Linked DNA regions of Mus musculus: region 2 is linked to region 1. A link is a contact called in public promoter capture Hi-C data. All regions are on one chromosome and are shown on one strand. The core of a region is the stretch at or near the end of the contact, and the rest is flanking DNA. Distances in the headings are between cores, read along the strand shown. Region 1 holds the start of Golga7b (golgi autoantigen, golgin subfamily a, 7B). Region 2 holds the start of Hpse2 (heparanase 2).

Region 1 (5,503 bases), core at 1,027-3,526:
AACACAGTTCCTCATGTTGTATTTGGTGACCCCCCAACCATAAAATTATTTCCATTCCTACTTCACAACTGTAATTTTGCTACTGTTGTGAACTGTAATGTAAATATCTGATATTTCGGATGGTCTTAAAGGAGTTGTGACCCACAGGTTTAAAACTTCTGCTCTCGTTCTTTCTAGCACATCTCTCCTCACTCAAAGCCCTGTCTCAAGACCCCTAGAACTCTAGTAAGCATCATACTGGCTACCTGGATACACTATCCTCGATGCAAACCATGAAGATAGTGGTCATGGAGGCAAGGTGAATTATTGCCTTAATGTTGCAGTTGAATCATCTGTAAAATGGGATAATGAAGCCTTCTTTGACTCCTTCACCAGGCTGAGGCAAGCTTCCAAGCCTCCGTCCTCTCGTCTGTTAATTGCATATAATAACACCATCCATGGCCACTTCACAGAGCTGCTCACACACGCACAGCCATTCTGTGTGCCGTGGCCTTGTACCCACAGAGGCGTTATGAGCAGAGTCTATCCCAGGGGAGAGTCGTCAAGCCTACTGCCAACAGCTTCTTGGAAACCTAGCCTCGACCGAGAAGTGTGAGTCTGTGGGTAGACTGTGTAGGCCACAGCAAACCTGTAGGGGAGAGAATGTAAGTCGGACAGGCCTTTTGGAGCCCATTAGATCACACTAGCAACTGCTGCTGTGGTCTGCCAAGCCTGCCTGCCCATGGGAAGGCGGGGGTTCTGGGAGGGCACGAATCCCTGCTAGCTAACCTCGTGCAACATCAGCAGGCAAACAATGCCAAGCAACATCAGGAGATCCAATGGAATGATGGCAGTAGCACTTGGTACTGATGTCATGCCACTCGCCGGAATCCCAGAGGCACCGCACAGAATCACTCACAGGCCTTTGCTCTCCTCCTTGGCAGTGGTCCAGCTAGGCTGGAAATGGGGAGTCACCACAAAAGCCGGCAGCAGCCGAGCTGGGGAGACCCAGTGTGCTGCAACACTCTAAAAATTCAAAGAAACTTTCAGCTCTGCTGTTGGCATGCTGTGTGGGTACCGAGCCAATCCTTTCTTCCGTATGTCAGCTTCACCATGCGTAAAGAGCTCTCCCCGGGGAGGAGTAACCTCTGGGGGTAGAGACACAAGTCCCGACTTCTTACACATTATGCCAAGATTTTGTCCTTAGCTAACAGGTCCCTTGGTCTATAGACACACTGTGAAGCACACAGTCGCTTCCCCCTCACAGGCAAATGTGGATACACTGAGAACAGCAGCTCAAATGGAGAAGGAAAGAAATTCTCAAAAGTGGGGGCTGGTGCAGGAGGTTCATTAAAACCAACCCTTTGGGTTCTGGGCCTGAGCATGTCTTTTTCCACGTTCTCCTCCTAAGGAAATGTGGATGTGAGGGAAGGTGTGTCTTCCCTAGACAAGCATTTGGGTTAGAAGCAGGATACTGCACCGCATAGCAACAACAGCAGTAGGCCACCTTCCCTCCCCTTACACAGGTGTGCAGGGATCTCCAAACCTCTAGGGAGTCAGAACCCTGTGTTCAGGAGAAGGGGAAACCCCAGACCAGCTGGGACTTGGTGCTATTGGTAACAAGTAGATTCCCAGGGCTCAGAGTGGCATGGGCAAGATTGACATGTCAAAGGTGAAGGGACCCCTCAGCAAAGCTCTGCTTATATGCCATGCCACTCCACACCTCCCACCATGAACCCAGGGAACCACCCTCTACCCCCATCCACCCCCGTCTTCTCCTCGTGCCCAGTCTGCCCCTAGTGGGGAATCATTCCCTGAGGCATTGCCTGCGGGTTAAGGTGTTGGGCCCTACCTCAGTGGCCATCTTCAGGGCGTTCTGACCAGTCCTTGGCTGTCGCTGGGCTGGTTCAGGGGGGCTGTCCGCGGTGCTGATAGGAAGAGCCGGTGGGCTGGCCGAGGCCAGCGAGGGCCTGGGCGCTGTCCGCGGTACTGATGAGATCGCCGAAACCTGAAGCGCGCTCCTGCCGACCGGAGGGTCCCTGAAAGGTGGTCCGTGCTGTCCACGGTGCTGACGCGGGAGCCGGACCGGGGAGGCGAGGCCGCGCCGGAGGCTCCTCACCACCCGATCGCCTGCTGCCAGGGTTCCTGCAGGCAATGGCCCGGTTTTATCTTTGACAGTGGCAGCAGCGGCGGGCACGGGGGCGGCGGGGGAAGGAGGGGCCAGCGCCTCGGCGGGCGGGGAGGGGGAAGCCGCGGCCCCCAGACTCCGGCACCCGCCGGAGAGGAGCCCCGCCCGCGGCCACCGGCTCCGCTCCCGCCCCACCCCGTCCCGCCCCGCCCAGCGCCCCGCCTCTCCTGCCTGCCCTCCCCCCCAGCAGGAGTGCCTAGAGCGTTGCGCTAGCTTCCACCGCCTCCGGGGACTTCCAGAAGCTGAAGAAAGAAGATGGGCTCTGCTGCAAGGCACCCGGCCTGCAATACGGAAGGCCCCACCATCCACAGGCCGCCAGCCTCTTACCTTTCCAAACACCTTCAAATTCTCACTCTAACCTTCCCGTCCTGCCCCAAGCACTACCCAGCCTTATGGGAACATTCCCTTCCCTCTTTTCTCCTTTCTGCTTCCTTAAATGGGTAAAATCCCATTAGCTAGGGGAAAATGCTGCAGATATAAGAGAGCATTTTCTTAAAACACATACGCACATTTCATCCCCAGGTTTTCCCTAGGGCCCTTTCTTTTATGGAAGCCAGTCTTTCTTTATGATCCTCCTAGTCCAGGTCCCACCCCTTACACTTCTGTCTCCCTACAGCCATCCCAGAGTTTATACACACTCCCACAATACCCAATTACCACCACTAATCAAAAACCACATGCCAAACCGGTATGCCCACTCTCCAAGGTGGTAATTTGGCATTAGGCCTTCCAATCAAATGGTTTATCTACTTAATAAGCAGAAAGGAAACCCCAACACAGGTGTCTTTGAACACATCCACAATAACCCCAGATCTGTGTCTGAGGGGAGCTGGGTACTTCTTCTACAGCCTGGCTGCCCACAGGTCAGCAGCGTCGGCCATGACATAAAACTGGAGTAGGTGCCACAACAGGCAGCCAGAAGACCTGACTCCAGGTCAGACTTCTCCCGATTTCCTACCTTGATTAGCTGTCTCACTCCCTGAGTTTACGGTCCTCTTTCTGCAGGATATACTTGTTGCCCTTCTTCATTAGCCTATAGCTAGGGTCCTTTCTTCTTCTACCAAATTTCCCATTTAAAATTTCCAAACATACAGGAGAAGTTGGGGAAAAGACATTTGCCAGAACAGTCTAACTAACTCAGTCAGCAATAGTATTTTTACATTTGATTTTGATTTGTTGGCTTTGCTGACGGAAACTGGATCAAGGAGACGTATATAATTTCACTAGATTATCAGAAAGCGATAGATTCCACAGTTTTATCCTTAAATACTTCAGCACTCATCCCCTCAGAATAAGAACATTTTCCTGAGGCAGGTGTGATGGTGCACACCTTTAATCTCGGCGCTCCTGAGGCTGAGGTGGGTGGAGAGACGTGAGACCTTGTCTCAAAAAGCAAAATAACATTCTTCTCTGTAATCACAATATCATTATCATGTCTTTTAAAATTCCATGGTAACCCTACTATTTTAGGATGGTTTGTTACCCCAAAGACATATTAATAGCTTTTTTTTCAGCAGAACTTTCTATTTTTAATACCAAACATTTATGGATCACTTAATGTGTGCCAGACAGTTCTACACTGCACATATATTTTGAAATCCTGACAATTGCTGTGAGTTACATTTTTTATTTTTTAAAATCTGTCTCTTTATCTGTCTCTCTGTATCTCTCTTGTGTCTTCCTGTCTGTCTGTCTGCCTCTCTCTCTCATGTGTGTGTGGGGGGAGGTGGATTTATGCTCTGAGTGCCACTGTGTGGATGCCACAGAGCCCGTGGGCAGGTGATCAGAGGACAACCTTAAATGTCATTGTCAATCTATACCTTCCATAGGGTCTTTTGTTTGCCTCTGCATAGTCCAGGCTAGCTGGCTTATCTCACCATATGAGCACTAGGTTCCAGGCATGCCATATCTGACTTTTTTACATAGACCTTGGAGATTTGAACCCTCCTCGCTGTTGCACAGCAATCACTTTAGCTGCTAAGCCATCTCCCCAGCCCCACTCCATATTGTTGTCACCCTTCAGCATCCCAGAATAACTCATCCCTTCAGCATCCCAGAATAAGATGCCCAAAGTCTCCCATGAGAAGGATTTAGACAGAAACAGTCAAGCTCTAAAAGTAGTGTGTGGTCTGTTCCCTGACTACCCTGCCACCTTCTAGTACTTTGCAGACCATAAGCTGACAGAGAACAGACATCTCCACCTACCCATTTATCGTAAGAGCACATTGGGTCTCTAAGGATAAGTGACATGCCAAAACAGCTAAGGGCAGGTATTGTGGTCTGCCTCATAGCTCTCTGTAAGTGCTTTGACACTAATGTGCAAACTGGGGTCATCTGCAAATCCACAGTGGTCACTGCTAACAAATGAGCCCGTCATCTCATGGTGTCCATTGGAGATCTGAGACCATTCCTTACTCTTGCACAGCAAGATGTCACTGTGCCTCTCACTGACGACAATCCTAACCTGACAGTCATCTGGAACCCCCCCCCCAATCACCCGCTGGCTAGAAGAAAGCCATTCAACAAGTCTTTCCATTCATTGACTCTTTGTTGAGTACTTACTGAGTCCTAGATTGCAGAGACTTGAGATACAGCAATGACTAAATATACAGAGACTGTCCCTGCCACACATGAGAAAATAAGTTCAGTGCAGAGTGTGGTCATTGCTAGAAAATGAAGTGAGCTGTGATACAGACCTGGGGTCAAAGGTCAAAAGGAGGTGATTTCTGAAGGAATACACACGGGAAACTTTCTTAATAAGGACAGATGTAGGTAGAGGTCTGAAAGAAAGAAAAGGAAATAAGCACACAACTGCCTAGGAAAAGAGCAACAAGGCAGAAAGAACAGAGCTCAAGGACTCTGAAGAGGAGCACGCCTAATGTATCCAAAAACTAGCTCCAAACCAGAGTCCATAGAATGGAGGGCAAAGGAAAGGAAGACGGGATGTTGTTGTTGCTCCTCCTCCTCCTCCTCCTCCTCCTCCTCCTCCTCCTCCTCCTCCTCCTCCTCCTCCTCCTCCTCCTCCTCCTCCTCTTCTTCTTCTTCTTCTTCTTCTTCTTCTTCTTCTTCTTCTTCTTCTTCTTCTTTTCTCCTCCTCCTCCTTCTCCTTCTTTAATGGGAAGTAGCAGAGTGGTGGTGGTGGTGGCACATGCCTTTAATCCCAGCACTTGGGAGGCAGAGGCAGGCAGATCTCTGAGTTTGAGGCCAGCATGATCTACACAGCCAGTTCTAGAGCAGCCAAAGATACACAGAAATACTCCATCTCATAAAACAAAACAAAGTGAGAAGTAACTAGATTTTTAGGTCCTTGCAGCCCTAAGAACTTTGGATCAAAAA
Region 2 (5,612 bases), core at 1,416-3,915, 1.1 Mb before region 1:
GACATGAAGAGTGTTGTTACCCAGCATAGAGAAAATATGTTAGAAGCTTCAGCATAATATATAGATTTGTAAAGAACTCTCTGTATAGCATATTGTTTACGGATAATTGAGAAGCAAGACAAAAGTCATGATAGCAAAAAAGGTTATACACAAAGAGTAGCTCTGGAAAGTTTGTACCAAGATAGATCAGAAGCCCTCAAATCAGATCATTATGGAGTCAACCAAGGATATATGGAACCCTTTAAAATGTTACAGAACTGTGACTTTCTCCTGATGTCCAAGGCTGGATATAACTATTGAATTTCAGTGGGCAGGCTAGAAATGGTATTCATCAGCAATTAAGTTTGTTTTGTTGGTTTTGGTTTATTATTGCACATAGGTTTTAATGTAAATATTTAACATTAAATGCTAGTTAAGATAACCAGGCCACCAAAGCATTACAGAACAGTCATCAGTAAGAATCGCAGAACCTCACAATTTAGCAGACTCTCAGCATACTCAGCATACCTTGGCTGAATGAATACTTTTGAAACATATATTAATTATAGACATCTAATGGGTATGCTTTATTTCTTTGAAACAATTTTCCAGTGGTTTTAATTCATGCGGCTTCCAGAATCCATTTAATTGTAAGCCAAAGAGTGTTATGGACTTTGGAAAATTTAGCTTTCTGTTAAGAAGATACAGTTTATTATAATTCTGAGTATGATAAATGAACTAACAACTTTTCAAAACAAGTACTTCCTGAAGGAGATGGCCAGAAAGCTGTTAGTAACTAAGAAAACAAATCAGTGAACAGATAGCCAAAATACAATTTACTACGACAAAATTCTTCTTGTGAGCAGTGGTCTTGAGTGTGTTGAGCAGGGTTTGGTTTACTACCACCAGATGTCTGAGATGTTTCTTGAGAGCACTCTACATACCTGAGTCCAGAGACACAGAGAAGCCTTTGGTTCCCAAGCTGTCCCCATCTCCATGAAGTGTCAGACTCCTTTAAAAATGACAGTAGTTTGTACTGAAACTTATGCCTGTCTTACCCTAACCCCAGGGGCATAAGCATGTGGTTAAGGATATAGAGGACTAGAAAGTGTAAGGCGCTAGAGGAAGCAGGTATGAAGGCTAGAGCCAGTATTTAATTTATGTTATAATTTAGTTTTAGAAACCATCTCTAAGTGATCTGGTGGTTTGGGGTTCTTAGACTGGCAGAGAATCCTCAGGGAATGTTAGCTTAAGGTAATCTAGTCCAGTCCTATGTAGGTTGGCTAATTCTTTCTGGCTGAAGGAAGGAAAATAGATTGCTATTGTAGTGTTTACTGAGCTCTCATACTGCCCAGTGTGCAGTACTGGCAGTGGTGGGGACCCATGCTCTGCATTCAACTGTCATCTAGTCTGTTTAATCAAGGAATGCCCTGGGGTGCTCTCATTTACCCATTTTTCATAAAGTAGCTCCCTTCATCTGCCAAAATAGAGGACTTGTTGTATCCCAGAGAGAAGCTGAAAATGGGACTGGGTGTGATTGTGACTGCCTGTGATTGTGGCTGGATTGTTTCCCCTTGTGTTAGGATGGGACTCAGGATAATTTGCAAGCTATTGAGGGTGGGAATGAAAAGAACAGAGGTTTGCAGTGCACTCGAAGTCCAGGATGATCTGTATCCCAGAGTTCCAAGCAGGCACACTCTAATTTTGGCCTAGGGCTGGATTTGACACCCCTATAGCCCATTTCTACGTCAGGAAGACATACTCCCCTGCAAGGGTATGAGTCTGAGGGTTGTTGGCAAGGAGACATTGGAGAGGCATCTTTACTTTTACAGTGGAATACATTGGCCAAGGAGTGATTCAAATGAACATAGGGTGTCTTGATCATCAGTCCAATGGGTTGCCAAAGCCATAAAATAACATATATGGGAAACTCAAGACTCTCCCTCACACATAAGCAGCAGTGCCATGGAGCATACTGATTCTTTTTTGACTCTCCTGACTAGGAAGTTCTTTGACCTGGGAATACTCTCCCTTCTCCCCCACCTTAGTCTCCTATTCAGGAGAAACTTCTTTCTAGTTATCTTGCAAGATTCAGGGGTTTGCACACCTAGGCATGGACTCTTCTTTGCTTTTTGTGCCTTGGCAAAAATTACTTTGCCCATCATAAAACCATTTACAACCTAACAACATTTACTGCTTCAACCCAAAAGGAAGGCACAAAGTGGACGGTAAGCAAGAAATAGTCAGGACAGACTGCCCCTCAGGCAGTGAAGGGCCTTCCCCATAGCCTACTGGGGAGGGGACTTGAAAATAAGCTCTTACTCAAGATGGTACCACAGTACAGTTTCAGTCCCACTGGCCGCTTCCTGACCCTAGCGGGTTAAATCAGTAGGGCACAACGGCCACCCCTCCCCCTTCTCCCCCCTCCCCCATCCCTTACCTTTAAAAAGTTAAAAAATGTCTGCAGTCAAATCTCTTAAAGGGGCGGTGCTGGTGAACAGTACTCTTGGCACGAGTTGCTGAGAAGGCTGGCTAGGGGCGTGAGTTCGCTCCACCAGCACCAAAACACTGAAAAAAAAATGCGAGCAAGCGAGCAAGAGCGAGGGAGCGAGGGCGAAAGAGAATAGGGGGGGGGAGAGAAGGGGGGCAGAGAGACACACACTTTAGATAAGGACAATTAGTCACCATCGAGACCCAGTAGGGAAAGAAGTTTAAATCAGAGGGATTTAATGAGGGTGCTCTGTGCTTTCCCTGAAGCCATGGCCTCCAGCAGCTCCCGCCCCCCCTCGTGCCTAGCCCTGGTGGCTCTCTTCTTGGCTCTGTTGCTCCATCTCTCCCTCTCCTTCCACGCTGGAAACAGGAGACCTTTGCCTGTAGACAGAGCTACAGGTTTGAAGGAAAAGACCCTGATTCTACTTGATGTGAGCACCAAGAACCCAGTCAGGACAGTCAATGAGAACTTCCTCTCTCTGCAGCTGGATCCCTCCATCATTCATGATGGCTGGCTCGATTTCTTAAGGTAAGGCAGGGGCTTCGATGAGTCATTTAAAAATTTAAGTACCCCCACCCCCATTCTCTTCCTATCCCCTGCTCCAAAGGGGGAAGAAAAAAGAGGAGAAAAAAGAAGAATAAGAAGGAGGAGGAGAAGAAGAGGAGGTACAGCAGCAGCAGCAGCAGCAGCAGCAGCAGCAGCAACAGCAGCAGCAGCAAACCGATCTGTCTTTCCAAGAGAAAAAAAGGAGGTTTCCCCCCTCCTGGACTATTTGCTGTGAGGCTGTAACTGGTGATTGAGGAAAGCAGTGTTTTCTATTAAGATGCACATGTTTGCAATGCAGAAGGCATTTCAGAAACTTATCAGTTATGACTGAAAAAATGTTGTGCTTACATATATCCACAATTAGTCTCCCCTTCTGAAAAAGAAACAAGAGGTTCAGGGAAGTTACAAAAGGGAAGATCTGGAACAACAAAGACTCCAGAGGAGTGGTTGTGTGTGAGAGAGAAAGCAGTGTGCGTGTGTCCGAGTGTTCAGTTGGGAGATTGCATGAAAGTGGAATTTGCCACGGAAAGATGGTTTCATCAGTTCTCACTCCCAGACAGAAAACGAATTTAAGGAGAGTCCTGAGCGGTGAGCAAGTTGGATTGGAGTTAAAATTTTTTATTTTGTATCCTCCGCTGTCATTATCAGCCTTGACTTTGTAAGACACTTTTTATAGATGAAGCCCTTCCCCCTCCACCCTCCTCTTTAGTTTTCCTTGGTAACTGCATAGTTTAATTTTTTACAGTGGGGAAAAAAAATCGTTGCTCGGGTCGTAGTGTGCATCATACGCGATCCATAAAGGTCCTAGGAACTCTCAGGGGAAGCGTTGGGAGTTTTGAACCCCAAAGCAGTGGTGGATTAACAAACCTGAAGGTTGAGTCTCGCTGACAGTCTAGTTGGGTTCACCCTCTTCCCGGGTTGTTACTATTCAGGCAGTTAAGCAACCGCGATCCCCTTCCCATCAGGGGCGGTTGCAAAGAGGGGGGCGTTGGAAATAAAAAGAAAACACACAGAAGAAAAAGAAAGGGAGGATAAACCTCTGCAATATTGAATATCCAAGTGTTAAGTTTCTGAAAATTCCCTTCAAGTTGGACCCTTAGTTTGGGCTCCTCCAAAGAGTCTAGAGTGCTCTCCATCCCATTCCAGATCCGACTCACATCGTTATTGAGCATTTTTCACCCTTAGAGTTTTGCTTTTCCGGGTGCACCCGCCCCTTAGCGCTCAGCCTCAGGTCTGCGGACGCAGCAGGTAGCTGTAGGCGCTGCGCCGAGCGCTCCATCCAGGTCAGGGTAGCTTAGCCAAAGACTCGGAGGTCGTCGCCACCAATGCGGAGGCCGTTTTGGGGTTCCAGAAGGTACAGTTGTTGGGAGGGCGGGAACAGCGCTGCACTACCGGGTTTCATCCTTGAAAGCTTTTCTGTGCAGCAGAACGCTTCTCTGAATTCATCCAAATGTGGGGTGCAACAGGGCTTTTCCTAAATGCACGCCCCACTTGCATTGCTTTGCTCCAGCTGCGCGACTCCTCCGAGTTTTTTCTTCCTCCTCCTCCTTTAAAAAATGTCAGCTTGTTCGCGCTAAATATTTGCCTGCTGCAGAAAAATTCTGGAAGGCAGCTTTTCGGGGAAGAAGCCGTGGCGGGGCGCATTTGCATTGGCTGTGCGGGCTTTATCCGGAAGATTGGAAATGCGGCGTTTCCCTGGGGCCGCACTCGCGCCGACGTCCCTTCTGTGCTCAGCCGGCCCACGCGACGCCTAAACTTCGCCTGCCCTGCAACTCGGTCCTGGAGAGCTCAGCCAAACCTTCAAGCCATCTCAGGGTAGACATGTATCTTCCCCAAAGTGTCTGGAAAAAAAGTGGAGTTTCCTTTTACTTCTGTGCCCTTCGAATTCAACTCCTTTGTGATACTCTTTAACGTCTCCATTTTGATTTGCATTCTCACAACCTGAACTAGCAAAGCGTTAAAAAACGATGTGTAGACCCGGGTTTCAATAGCCGGTTTTCCTCATCATTAACAGCATCTGCAGGGCTGGTTCCCAATTACTTCCTAGAGTAGCACTTGTTGGCTTTTTAAAACCCATTGATGGAAATCCTGAAAATGGATAGATTCAAATGTTATTGTTCTGGTACTCAAACATTTCCCGACACACAAGTTCCAAAACTTGCCAGACTTTTTTTTTTTTTTTTTTTTTTTAAACCAGGCGCTACCAAACCTCAAGGAAAAAGAAAGATAAAGCCCAATTGGAGACAGGAGTGGGGCGTGTGCGTCTGTGCGTGAATGTGTGTGTGTGTGTGTGTGTGCGCGCGCGCGCGCGTGTGTGCATGCGAGAGTGTGTGTGTGATGGAGAGAATGTTCTCTTAAGACCAGGATGAATTATTTCAAGTGCCAAAAGACATAGGTTTTACTTTTGGGAGGTGGGGTGGGGAGAATCCTCTGAAAGACAAGGAATTGTTCTGGGAACCTCTTTGCCTGAAGATTTGGGAAGCTACTCAGTTACAATGTAATAGAATCGGAAAATCAGTTTTGGTATTTAAAAAAATCCTTTGACTTTAGATGCTGTGCTTGGGTTTAGAGAAAGTAGGCCAAGTTTTACCGTTTT

What was found. Promoter capture Hi-C pulls out the DNA fragments that hold promoters and counts their contacts.
Region 2: a promoter capture Hi-C map of the SN4741 cell line shows a contact between it and region 1, with 6 times the contacts expected there. The contact joins the promoter of Hpse2 here to the promoter of Golga7b in region 1. A contact is called at or near these places in 8 of 39 promoter capture datasets (the 3T3-L1 cell line, the SN4741 cell line, embryonic stem cells and 3 more), 1 of 115 datasets of contacts at active chromatin or transcription factors (embryonic forebrain) and 2 of 9 other capture datasets (embryonic stem cells and macrophages).

Annotation. Positions count from the first base shown.
Region 1 is chr19:42,252,512-42,258,014 of GRCm38.p6, reverse strand. Golga7b (golgi autoantigen, golgin subfamily a, 7B) reads right to left here and starts at 2,276. Exons shown (of 5, transcript NM_027694.2): 1 at 1,832-2,276. The coding sequence starts at 1,843.
Region 2 is chr19:43,385,408-43,391,019 of GRCm38.p6, reverse strand. Hpse2 (heparanase 2) reads left to right here and starts at 2,665. Exons shown (of 12, transcript NM_001081257.2): 1 at 2,665-2,998. The coding sequence starts at 2,709.